2 separate regions of the Gossypium hirsutum genome follow, and region 2 is linked to region 1. The links are chromatin contacts, called in public Hi-C maps. All regions are on one chromosome and are shown on one strand. The core of a region is the stretch at or near the end of the contact, and the rest is flanking DNA. Distances in the headings are between cores, read along the strand shown.

The links. Hi-C and Micro-C count contacts between places; a contact is called where the count stands out from the background.
Region 2: a Hi-C map of leaf shows a contact between it and region 1, with 1.5 times the contacts expected there. The contact joins the enhancer-like site here to the promoter of LOC107904398 in region 1. A contact is called at or near these places in 5 of 34 Hi-C or Micro-C datasets (leaf and petal).

The regions. Positions count from the first base shown.
Region 1 is chrA05:34,113,801-34,121,029 of Gossypium_hirsutum_v2.1, reverse strand. It overlaps LOC107904398 (protein LNK3), which reads right to left and starts at 4,028. Exons shown (of 6, transcript XM_041112283.1): 1 at 1,697-4,028; 2 at 816-1,159; 3 at 341-449. The coding sequence starts at 1,150.
Region 2 is chrA05:34,229,743-34,236,971 of Gossypium_hirsutum_v2.1, reverse strand. No RefSeq gene overlaps it. Among protein-coding and RNA genes, the nearest start is that of LOC121228916, 52 kb to the right of the region's middle. Within about 2 kb of position 2,456, at least 5 of the 9 cell types and tissues checked have an H3K27ac peak or open chromatin away from gene starts, as enhancers often do. A contact at or near this core is called in leaf, where this site is marked.

The DNA of each region.
Region 1 (7,229 bases), core at 2,779-5,278:
TAGAGAAAAAAAATCTTATGAAACGAATAAAAGGCTCGGATTACTCCTCTATTACTAAGGGTTGATGCTCTTTCTCTTACGCAAGACCGGAGTAGATGCAGGGCATTTAGGTTATATATACAATAAACATCTGCAACATACATGTATTAATAACAGACAGAAGGCTAGCCTAGTATTCAATATATATTTGGTTCATTGGTGAAAAGGGAAAAATCTCAGCTTTACCATCAGCCAATTCAAGCTCAGAACTTGCACGGTACGAAACGTACAAGTTTTGAGATACTATGCTTGTTTCCATGCTATGTTCATTGCTTGAAATACTTTGAAAATCCAAACTTACATCTTCCAGAAGATGATCAGTTGCCATCATCTCGCACTCGTACTCAGGAGAAAAGCAAAACGATTTTTGAAGATCTTCACTCCAAGTAGGATCTTCCAGTAAGGAACCCCTGCAATATGGAGAAATCCAAAGAGAGTGATGATTTGAAAAGACAAGAACCATATGATCTCAAAGGTAAAACATCGAAACCGAAAGTAAATCCGAACATCCCATGGAATATTGAACGGCTAACCTATGTTATAAAACACTTCTAACCATAGCATAAAAGAGAACATATTAAGAAGAACAGCCAACTTCTAACCAGTTGCAATGGTGGCTACTTATTTCAATGAAGAACAAATAGTTTTTAACAGAATTATATAGACCGGACCTTCCAAACCCTTCAATTATCATGGGATGTCCGAGCATCTGTTATTCATAACTATATGATTTTCCCACAGGCAAGAAAGGTAATTCCAGGAGTTAAGCTTAGTACAAGAATATGTCATCGAGCTGCTCGAATCTGCCGAAATCGTGGAGCTGGTAATCCGTCTGCTGTTGAGAAATGTGACCCTGATTCAAGAAACCTCCATATACACTCGAACAGGTCGATGGATCCTTAACATCAGCTACATCGGGGCATAATTTGCCGCTAAACTTGGGTTTACCACCACTTAAATTCGTATCCACGCCAAAGCATTCATCGTTAAAATTTTCAGGAGGGCTGAATTCCCATTTTGACCAACTTTCTGGGGAAGGGATATTATCTTCTAATTCTTGATTTCTGGGGACAACAAGATCCTCCATACCATTACAGAGATACCAATCCATGTGATTTTACTGAAAAAAACAAAGATAACAACATATTACAAAAGAAAATCATAGAAACCCCTCACAAATTAAAAGAAACTCTCTAAACCCCCCATCAAGCTTTTATACTCTCCAAGACCAAATAATTCATGGGCAAATATAAAGAATAAAAATTGATGATGTAATCATACTTCCCTTACTTTTTAATCACTAAACAAGCAATATCATGAATCAAAATAAACTTTCAGTCCATACGGATATGAAGAATCAAGATGAATTTAAGTTCTTATTTTGTAATATATTCTAAAATTTTTCAAAATTTTCCAGAAGAAAAAGAACTAAACCCCTTATTTTCTATACATACAAACCAACCCAAGTTCTTACCCTTTTTTTTAAAAAATAAATAAATAAACTTACCAAGTTCAAAAGTTTTGAATTAGGATTAACTAAAGTTCTTACGCAAATTATATGAACTAAAAACAAATTCAGATATTTTCCAACAAACATACATAAAGAAAGCTAAAAAACAGAACAACCAACCAAACAGAAGAAGAGGAAGAATCAAACCTTGTAGTGAATTAGCTGAGGAAATGAAGACAACCTAGTTCTCTAGTTGGATTTAGAAGCTATAAACCAAAGGCGGCAGTGGTATTTGCAGGCTGTTTTTTTTTTTTTTTTGCCCCTTAGTAAACAAACAAGTTGCAAATGAAAGAGAAACGTCGATTCATAGGAAGAAATGAAAAGATTTTGAGTGTGGTGCACACTTCTGCTTTTAAAAAACAGGAAGGGGCAAGAGGAAAAGAATTTGTGGCTGAGAAATAATATGGAATTCATTAGTGGTTGAGAATCCTCCATCAAAAACTGCATTCTCATTGCTCCACTTGTAATCATTTTATTCCACCTCTTAATCTTCCAACCATTACTTTGAGATTTTGGTAACCCATGTTGTTGACACGTGGCTGTTGTGGTCCTTTTGCTGCAGTCCACCACGTTAGCTAAAAATAGCTTCATTTATCGGCAAGTTGCACAGATTCTGATAGTCCTAGGTACTAGGTAACTATACGTATATCACTCCGACTAAAAGGTATACATTATCCACTTTCTTTTTATATTAAAATATAATTCTTCAATAAGATAACAAATTAATCATCAAGCTCAGTCTAGTGAATATTTTAAAAAACATTTATGCTAACGTAGTGAGATTTTTGGACATGCAAGATAGATGTAAAATTATTAGTATATCTGTCAAGTCCAATAAGTCATAGTATTTATAATGGTAGAGTGCTAAAAAATAAAAATAAATTATACCAATAGTTACTTAATCTTGAGATAGTTAACAAAACAATCATTTACATTTCAATTTAGTCATTCAACTTTCGAAAAATAACAAAACAGTCACCACTAATTATTTTCCGTTATAGTTTTATTACAAACTTAACCAAACTACCGTTTTCCATCTCCCGCCCATCCCTCTCCCTCTTCCCCACCATCCCCCCTACTCTGATTCTCTCTCCCTATCCTTGTCTTCCCCACCATCCCTTCTCCTACTCTGATTCTTTCCCTCTCCCCTGTCGTCCTTTTACTAACCCTGTCCATTTGTCCCTTTGCCTTCCCACAAAGAAAAACAGAGCTACACCTAAACTAGTTGTTGCAGCCATTGCTAACGTAAAAAGCATGATTGTGGACACAAAAACTTTGCGGTAACTACCCTTCCAGTCATTCAATTCGTTGTCATTATCCTTTAAAGTTATGACTTTCTCTATACCAATGTCATCTATAATTGTATCCCCAACATTCTTATAGATAGCTCTAATGCTTAGTGAAATTACATTTTGACCATCTATTGTAATGCAATAAAGGAGAGAAATGGCGACCAATAAACATAAAAGCAAATGCTTGAGTCTGAATCGCACTGCTGCTTATTATGACCACAAATCTATCACAGATAACGAAGGTTATGGATCAAATAGAATTCATGTAGGTAGGGATCAAGAAAAGTTGAAAACAAAATCAGTCTAACATGTTTGGAAACGCACCTGAGCAATATAAGTTGCAATTAAAAAGCACAATTTTCGTGAAAACGAAGCTTTTGTCAACCAAATGACTAAAACATATTGAGCATTCAACAATGACAATGATCAAAATAAAAGGCCAAAATCAATTGAAACAACCCCCAAAGAGCTATAGTCCAATAAATTTGAGATGATCATAAAGAAACAACAAATACAATCAAAAGGATAATCATTTCAAACAAACCAAAAATAAAATCTAAAGCCCTAATTGATAATATAAACAATTACTGTAGGCATTAGCCTCATTTGCACAAAAAATAACCAACCTTAATAAGAAGCAAGAAGCTTAAGAATCCACAGTTCCCGAACGGTAAGAAAAAAAATAAGGAAAAGATTGGTTTTATTTTGGTTTCAAATTAAAAGCTATGTAAACTCTAAAACAGAATATGAAAAAGAGTGAAACAAATTCAATTGTGGAAAAGGGGAAGGAAAGCCCTAATTTTTGAAGTAAAAGAAAACAAAAAGTTAATAAATTTGATTAAATTAAAAATAAATTAGAAGAACAAATAAAATTGATGGAGAATTGAAATAATATAAAAACACATCAAAAGGGAAACTTGAATCGACCTGCAGGTGCAGGGTTCCAAACAAAAACGACGTTGAAGAATTTGTTGTTAAATTAGTTTAAAATTGGTAGCAATAGGCAGAAAGATAGAAAATGGAAAGGGAAAGGAACGCTGAGGGAGAGTGAAACGGTTAGCAAAAGGATGGTAGGGGAAAGGGAAAGAATCAGAGTAGGAGGAAGGATAGTGAGGAAGATGCGGAGAGGGAGAGAGAATCAAAGTAGGGGGATGGTGGAGAAGAGGGAGAGGGATGGGAGGGGGATGGAAAATGGTAGTTTGGTTAAGTCAGTAGTGAAACTGTAATGAAAAATGGTACCTCCATTACGTTTGTAACAGAAAATGGTAGCTCTGTTATGTTTGTAATGAAAAATGGTTAGTGGTGACTGTTTTGTTATTTTTCAAAAGTTGAGTGATTGTTTTATCGGTTACTCCAAAGTTGAGTGATTGTTGGTGTAATTTACCCAAAAATTATTAACACTATTAAATTTATTTTGTTAAATTCAGATTCATTACAAAAGCCATTTCTTTTAATTATACTGTCAAGTGAAGTTTTTTTTTTAATTTCAAAATGTCACATTAATAAATTTAACAAAAAAATAAACAACGGTAACAATTGAATCTAAACTTTGAAATTTGAAAGTAGAGGAGCTAAATTTCTAAAAATAAAAGTATATAAACTAAATTGCATGTTTATGAAAAGTATAATAACCTATTACATATATTAACCAAAATTTAATAAATGATAAATGATGTAAACGACAAGTAGTTAATATCAATAATGAAACATGAATACTTTTCATTCAAACACACTTTTTTATTACATGACACACACACACACATATATATATATTTTAATTTTTAGTAAATATTAGTTTGTTATCTCCCATTCATTTTCCACAAATATATAACCACCTATACCAAATAAATTAAATAAAAAACAATTTTTTTATAAAATTATTGACAAGACATGTGGTAAAATCTCAATCCTCTTGTAGACAGGAGCGAAGTTAGAACAAATTTTTAGAGAGTCGAATGAAATTTTAATTTTTTATAATTTATATCTTTATAATTTTTAAAGGATTAAATCAATTTTTTTTATAATTTTAGGGGGCCAAAGTACAATTTTACCTTTACTAATTTAAAAGTTTTTTAAAAAATTTTTAAGGGCCTAAATAACAACCCAGCCCCCCTAAATTTGCCTATGCTTGTAGAGTTAAAATTTTCCACTGCCCTTGTACCAAATAATTACCATTTTATTAAATAAAAAATATCAATAATTATATTCGGCATAGATTGTTTTAGATCAAATTATGGTAATCGTCTCTCTATTATGTTTAAATTTAGAACGTAGTATATATTTATAATTTTTATATAAATTGGTTTCTCTATACAATATGATTAATTAGTTGAAGTTAAGAACGTTGAGGTCAAATTTTTTCTTATTCCCACTTCATGTAGAAATTTATATATATAGTGTTAGAAAGGTGTTTTAAAGAAAAATTCACCTAATCATATAGTTAAGTAGATTAATTATTTGGGTTAACTAATGTTATTATAAAAGTAGAAGATAAAATTATGTTAAATTAAAATATAAATAATAAATCTCAAATGTGAGCGTAATAGAGAGATCAAAATTACAAATTTATCATTATCTTATAATGACTAAAAAAAAAGAAGACTTGTGCCATTAATTAGTCCAAATAATTAACACTGTGGATATTTTTTAGTAGCTGATGTGAAGTTTTTTCATAACAGTTGTTTCAATCCATTATGCCAAGCTATTATTGAATAGAACTTTCTTTTAAAAAATAGATTAAAAAAATTAATTAGAATAACTAAAAATTTTAATTATTTGGACTACCTAATATTATTATAAAAGTAGATAATTAAATTATATCAAATAAAAATATAAAGATTAAATATTAAATTTGAGTATAATAAAGGGATCAAAACTGATATTTTACCATTATAATTGAAATGGCAAAAAAATAAAAAAGGGTGGACGAGTGTTGGAGCCTTCCTTTTTAGTTATAATTTGAGTTATAATATTTATAGGTGTTAAAAATATAAATTATAAATTAATTAATACTTATAAAAAAACTCAAAACTTTTTTTAAGTATTTTAATTAATTTATAAGCTTATTTTTACCAACATATTTTATCTTTGTTGTTTACTTAATAAATATTAAAAAAACCCAATATTTTCAATGAAAATTTTGTTAAATAATTTTAAATTATAAATTAATTGAATATAAAATTTGTAAATTTTATAAAAATATTTATACATGTGAAAAAAATATAATTTTAATTATTTAACTAATTTATAAAAAAATATTTTACATTTCATATTTCAATTTAAAATAATATAATAATTAATTATTTTATGAAAAAAATTAATATTGAACTATTTAAATAGGTTTTCCTAACGTTTGAAGTTTTTCTTTTTTAAGAAAGGTGGATGGCAGTCGGTAAGGTATAGGGAATTGATTTTTATAAATAATTGTTGAGCGCAATAATAATAAGATATGTCAGTATAAAATTCATACATTATTAGAAGTAGTAATTTTAAATGTGGAACGAATTAATTTTCATGAACCATAAAATTAATATAAATGATACATTGATAGTAAATAAATAATTATTTTTTAAAATTATGTAAAATTTGCAAAATACTTTTTATTATATTAATATTTAGGGTACTGTTTAATGAATATTACATGTTTTTTTCTCTTTTTATAAAAATTAATCATATTTTAAAATATTTTTATATGAATTTAATTATAAAATATTTTAAAACTGATGTATAAATAAATTTATATAGGTTTAAAAAAGAAGCGAACATGTGAGGAAGTAAGCACATGAAGTTGCATGGCGCAAAAAAGAGTGAAAGGACAAATGATCCTTGTTAGACGCGAGAACGCAAATGTGCATCCAAAAATGAATTTTGATCTTTTCCATGTCAATTTCTTCTTCTTAAGGCATCAATTAAATTAACTTTTGTGCCTATTGATAGTAAAGGATAAGTTTGCTTGGTTCTAGTTCTACACCTCCACTACATGTCCATGAGATGAGAGCCACGTGATTCTTGCACGTGGGTGCCTGAATTTATTGTTAAAAAACAATTTAATTAATATTTATATTTTTTTATAATTCAATTTAAAGAAAAATTATTTAAGTTTATCAACAAATTCCTTTATGAATAAAGGTGTTTATGGGTCCGAATCGGTTTGAGGCTGGATTTCAAAATAATTTTCAAGTCCAAATTTGCTTTTAGGTCGACTTAGCTTACCATTAAATTCTGTTTTACTACTAAAAACATAAAATATTATTTAAATTAAATTTGGGCCGAATCGAGCTGGCTCAAAGTGAAAAAAATTATTGTCCAAACCCGACCCGACGGGTGGGCTACCCAGCCCTCGAACAAGTCTACTTGTGAACTTGTTTGTTTAATGCCTATGAAAAAAT
Region 2 (7,229 bases), core at 1,207-3,706, 120 kb before region 1:
CTAGATCATTATTGTCTTCAATCTCCATTTCTGAGAACTTGAGCGGATTTGTTGAAACTGAAAATTTGTAAAACAGTCTCAACGTTTGCTTCCCACACCAGGTAGCTATCTTTGTGCTGATTTTTCGTTTTAAATCCGCCAGCAAAACACGTTTGTTGAATCTCATTCCTATTGAAAGACACAACCTTCTTCAGTTGTATTTATAATTTCTCTATCGAAATGAACATAAACAAACAAAATCTGGGAACTCATATTCAAAAATTGTTACTTCCTTCTTAGCAAAGAAAAAACTGATGTTTTTAATCTTTATTTTCAACTAATAAAGCAAACAAAAAATCAAATGGAAGACAAAACACCTATATATATATATGATAAAGTTGGTGCCGACCATCACTGTTCCAAAACTAATTTTTTTTAACTTGATAAAGTTGGTGTCGACCATCAGTGTCCCAAAAAAAAATTTTGGGACTCGAAAAAATTAGTGCTAGCCATCAATGTCCCCAAGGAAAAAAAATTGTCTTGAGACGCGAGATGGCCAGCACCAAATTTTTTTTAAAAAAAAGTACTCTGGTGCCGGCCATTAGATGGTCATAACCCAAATTTTTTTTTCAAATATTGGTATTTCAATATTCCAGTATCATACGGTTTTAAAAAAATACCCTTGTGCCAACCATTCATGTCCCAAAATTAAAAAAAAAATCATTTTTTTTAAAGCTTGATTCAATCATTAGGCAATCATAGGGCCAAAATACTATGGGGTGCCAACCATTGGGTTCCCAAAACCCAAATATACTGTTCATTTCAGGTCATTTGGATGAATATTTTTGAACCAGGGCCATTTCTGTAAATATCAAAATTTTTTAGGTTAAAAGAGTGAAATAGCCTCATATTGTGTATACTTATTGAAAATAAAATACAGTCATTGAAATCAATAATTTATTTTTGAGTTCTAAGATAAAAAGAATCTTTTAACACTTAGTGAGACTAATTTTATCAAAATTAGAGTGTGAATAAATCAAATAAAATTTATCTTTGTAGAAATATTTTTAGTATCTGTAAAAAGAAATTGAAAAATGTGTTTATAACGGAAATTGAATATTCTCAAATGACATTACATCTATATGAGTTAGTATGCTTATGAAAAACCTTGGTTGATAATCTCTTAGTAAGCGGATCTACAATCATGAAGTTTGTCCTAATATGTTTTATAGACTCCTAACCACTTTGGACTCTAATTTTAACAACAAAAAATTTAAAGTCTATATGCATTACTGAAATAAAGACTATAATTTTGTCACAATTGGTACCTTAGTGACAAAATTCTGCATCCATATTTCATTTAAATAATGGTTTATATACTTGACGTTCTTTAACTTATCAGATCTTTAATATGTGAGCATGTAATATTTTACTTTTTGGAAATAACTTATGGGTTGAGTCTTACAAAACCTTCTTGTCCAAGCCCAGATATAATTCGACTGTCAACCCATTTTACTATTAAAATAATATATTAAAAATAATTTTATATTAATTTTTACATATAATATAACTAAAATAATTTTTAGTATTTATACTTATTGAGAAAAAATATAAGTAAATTGTCGGTCCATTTGGCTATGGCTAGAGGTGCTCATGGGTTTGGCCACGTCTATGCAAAATATTTAAACCATTTTTTCAAGCCTTCGTCCAACCTGGTTCGAAAAATGGGCTTACTTTTTTGCCCAAGCGTGACCCGATTTAAGAAAAGTAAATCCGAATAATGCTCCGACTAGCCTATATTTGATTCTTTTTAAATTATTTTTATTTAAATTTATTTATAATTTTTTTAAATACAAATATACTAAAAGTATTAAAAAAAGCTAAAATAAAAATTTTCTAACACATTAAAAAATATTTATATTAAAAACACTATGATAAATATAATAAATATTTTATTGTATTAAATATAAATTTTTAAATTTTAAATGTAAAAAAATATAAATTAGAAACATATTTTAATAATAATTTTATAATTTAATTTGGATATTTATATAATAATACATCTAAATTATCATATTTAAATTTTTGGTCGAAAATTCTGCACAAAAGTCTCAGACTCGTGATAACGGTGGGGACAGGACTCCATTATTATTGCATTATTATTTTTTTTTATCGAGACGACATGATTATATTTTTGCAAGACATTATTTGAGGAAGGACTTTAGATTATACTGTGGTCGGCTTAATTAATTTAAAGCATATTAAATATAGGTTAATAGGTAAATTCAATTATATTTTGTAAAATTACTGCAGTCTGTTGGATTTGATTTTATTTATCTTGTTTTTTCTTTTAAAAAAAAAAAGATTTAGTATCTCAACAACCTTCCTTTTTTGGCCGTCCCATAACCCCACTTTTCCCATTTCTTCTTTTAATTTTTGGACTCTTTGAAACTGCCAAGAATTTCATTCTCTCATTGTACTATTCCCCGCTACTTTTCAATTTTTATTCCTCTATTCTAGTCAATTTACTTTTGTTTTGTTTGCTCTCCCTTTTCGCGTGGTTATTAGCAAATGAGGGACATCAATTTTCTTTCTTCTTTTCTTGATTTTGTTCCCCCACTTTCTTGTGGTATTCAATTTCGGTGGTGGGTGTCAGTTTCACTTTTGATAACTCGGTTGTTGGCGTAAGTGACATTATTTCCATTAATAAGGTTTAGCTGGTTCTTGGGCGCAATTTTTTTAAATTTTTTTAATGGTTACTAATTTCGTTTTTAATCTTTTGGGTCTTTTAGGTGAAGTAGTCCATGAGACAAACAATTTTCCGACCAAGTTAGAACCTGTTGGTGAGCAGCTATCTTCGCTGGGTTAAGTGGTTATTCGCTGCGTTGGGACTGATTTTTCTGTAGTGACTTCGTATGACATTGATTTCGTCGAATTTGATTACTGAATTAATGTTTGGGGTGGAGGAATCGTGTTAACTAATTCGTATATATAGTTAATTTAGGTACTGGATTATTTGTTACTAAATCTGACATAAAAAAATACCCAAGTTTATAATGAAAAACTTAAAAATCAGCGAACGATGAAAGTTGAAAATTTGTACTGTCGACGTCATATGATCGTGTGATAGGCTATGTGATAGATCGTTTGTGAAATTGCTAAGTCACACGATCTGGACCAATTGGGCCATGTGGCTACACGGACATGTGTGAGGCCGTATTTTAGGCTATGTGAGCCGTACAGGCTGGCCACGTTGGTCGTGTGGGCCCAAAATTTTGAAAATTTCCCTAGAGCTTTAAGTCGTTCAGGTCAACTTATAAATAGGATCTACATTGTTCATGTCAATCGAGTTAAGATTTAATCAATAATTATTACTTAATAATTAAAAATAATATTTTAATTAAATTTAAATCAAATGTATAATATATATAAATAAATTTTAATTATATTTATCATTTACGAATAGAATATATAATGAATAGAGATTCAAACTCAAGCAAAGGTCGAAAATTCCATGAATGGCAAAGTTATGGACAATTCTATATGTATGTGATGAATTTGGCATTACCACTCCAATTAACAAGAATATTCTTGCTTTGCTTAGATGATGTCTAATTTATTGCATGTAGATATTTTAAAAATAAATAATATCTAATAATTTTGGAATTTAATTGTAACACCCTAAACTTGACCTAAATGGAAAGATTAAGTCTCGGATGTCAAATGAATTTACCGGAAAATAGACGCACTTAAAGTTGGTTTAATCGATACATAAATAAGTCTAAAAACTATCAACCATTCAAACTTAAAACTTAAAAACAAATAACAAATTTAAACACACACATATATTTCAAATAGGACCATTAGATGATTGAGTCTCGCGTCCGCCGGTCGCTTAATTCTTATATATAGATTTTTGTAAATTCATGAATTCATGTGGTGTTTTTGTTATTTTTATGGCATGTTATATTTTGGTTTTGTCATATTATATTTTTATCTATTTCAGTTTATATATGAATATGTTTTAACAATTTTTAAAGTTTATTTTTAAATTTAATCTTATTAATTATTTAATATGATTAAAATTGAAATTTTGTATAATTAATTATGTTATTTTTTAAAAGAGTATAATTAATTATTTTAATCCTTTCTCAACCGGTTCATTTTCTCTCTACTGAACCTAGAAAAACCCAGAAAAAATTAGCTTCTTTCTAGTTTCTGATGACTCCACCTTCGGCCATCGTGACCACCATTGTTGATCGTCATAATCTTACCCAAAAAAGTTCCTAACTTCATCTCTTCCAACTTTTCAAACTCAACAATTCATTTTTTTCAATTATTTTTCTTTAAATATCACCAAAAATTTATAAATCTACAAAAGAAATTGAAAAAATTTATTATGTCTTCTTCCTCCTTTTCTCCTCTTTCACTTTTGTAAATTTTGAGCATCTTAAATGTTTTTTAAATGCATAACCAAAATCTTGGGAGAGAGAAATTATGAAATATTTTTTATTTGGTATTCTGATTTATATGAACTTTTTTGGTTTGTTATATTTTTCAATTATGAATTTTTTTGGTTTTGTATTTTGTTAAAATTTGAGTTTTTGTGAACGATGGTACCGTGAGTATTTTGGGAATAAATCTTTTGAGGTTATTCCTTGTGGTTTAAATAGGTTAATTTTAGGGGTGAGCTCTGAATGAATATTGCAACTGTATTTATGATTTGATTGTAATAAGTTATTCGGTTAAATGATATTCTAGTGAATCAAACACATAAGTTAATATTATTCATTGAATCAACCCTAAATTGATTAGTTATTCATATCAATCAAACGTGCCATAAATAATTTAATTGACATCTTAGTAAAAATATTTTATTTATGATGAACATAAATTTAAAGGAAAATGAAAACCTCATACATTTCAGACGTAATCATTAATTTATTATGATGATTCTAGTGTTATAAAATAATCAAATTTGTACTATCCAAAGCCAATTACTTAATTGCACCTACCACGAACGTGGTGTCATCCACCAAATGCTAATAAACTAATCTTCAAAAATGTTGTGTTTTTCAGTTATTTAACCATTGGAAGACGTAATTAAACTAATAAATAGACATAAAAAAAAAACCCTTTATTACAACACCTGTGATTTTTGAGCAAGAATATTATATATACTGATTCTTTTGAATCATTGGAATTACAATATCATGGAGAGCAAGAAAAGTAGCCTGGCATCATCCACCCCAAATATCTCACCTTCTGCGTCAGGTTTAACCCAATGCCAAGGCTTTTGGATCCCCTCTCGCATTGCTCCCATTTCATCCATAGTCTCATTTCAGAAATATTTCCAGGCTCTAGGTGAAGATATAATTGTTGCCTCTAAGCCCAAAGCTGGCACCACTTGGCTCAAGGCTTTGGTGTTTACAATTGTCAACCGTCATTTTTATACGCTCTCAAATACCCCTTTGAACTCTGCAAATCCTCGTCATCTAATTTCACATTTTGAGGTCAATATTTATAGGGAAAGCCCTAATCCTGATCTTTCTAATATCCCATCCCCAAGGTTGTTTGCTACTCATCTTCCGTATCCAATGCTAGCCGATTCCATCAAACGTTCATATTGTCGGATTGTTTATATAACCCGCAATCCGTTTGACATCGTCGTCTCATTTTGGCACTTTCTAAGAGGCGTGCATAATTTGCCTGATTGGTCAGTGGAAGACTGTCTTGAGATGTTTTGTAGAGGTGAAGAAGGGTATGGACCCTTTTGGGACCATGCTTTAGGGTACTGGAACATGAGCTTGGAGAAGCCATCAAATGTATTGTTCTTGAGATATGAAGAAATGAAGGAAGATCCAGTGGCTCAAACAAAGAAATTGGCTGAATTCTTGAGATTTCCTTTCTCCATGGAAGAAGAGAAAACAGGTGTGGTTAACCAAATTGTTGATTTTTGCAGTTTCAACAATTTGAAAGATTTGGAGGTCAACAAAACTGGAAAAATGGCAGAAATAATATTACATAGCAATAAGTTGTATTTCAGGAGTGGAAAAGTGGGTGATTATGTTAATTACCTCACTCCTACTGCTGTGGAACGTTTCAATAACATTTTAGAAGAAAAATTAAGTGGATCCAGGTTAACCTTCAAGTAATTTTCTTAATAATATTTACTCTTAGAATGAAGTTGCGAATTGGACGGCTAAAATAGCCACTCAACTTTTTAATTTACAACTATTTGTTGCTCGTCCAGTGAAAAATATTTTATTAAAAAATCGTAATAAAACTTTGGTATTGTAATGAAACTAGTAACTGTAATCACATAGTTGTTGTTTCTTTTCTAAAAAAAAAAAATTGTCATGTTCAAGGTTTTCCTTTATTGTAAAATGTTGTATTTTTTTCCTTTTGTTTTATGTCTACCTTTTGTGTGTTGATGTGTTCCGCATCATGTTACTTTTTGGTCTAATAAATTTATGTTTTCAGCATGACTTTTCTAATATTATTAGTTTCCTGAAATTTGAGAATTTATAGTAATGAAATTTAGCTGAAATTACATTCTCTGCTTTGAATCATTCGATTATCAATAGTTGCATCCAAATAATATTTTTTATCAATATAATAAGTATATCTAACCCATTTGAAAGTTTACTTATATAACTACAATTATATTGTAAAGTTTAACCATTAAAATTAAAATATATATATATAAAACAAAATTTGATTTTCCGCTATACACCTAATTTTATCCAAAAAAAGAAAATTTGTTGAGAATTTTATTCAAAATTTAAGGTAATTAATTTTTCAATTCTAAATGAATTTTATTTTTGGTAAGTGAGTAAAATTTTAGTAAATAAAAAATTAAAAGTTTTGAGAGTCGAAATCTCAAATAGAAACACCCAAAACATATAAAAAGAGAAAACCACACATCTCCAATGAAATTCACTAAACAAACAAAGACCATCTAAAACACACCTTCGATATCACTAAAAAAGCTTCAACCATACTTCACTACCACTAATCACACTTCACAAATTCTGTAGCCACAAGAAAACTCCACAAAAACCACTGAACGCAAAGCCAACAAGAAGTTCCAATTGGATCCACTATGTTACTTGCCTTCTTCAATACCTTTAACGACCAACACCTACTCCACTCATATCAAACACTGCTGAAATCTTCATATAAGAATTTGTCAAGTCACAATCTCGACCAAAACATCCACAACATTATCTTCATCACCCTCCAAATTT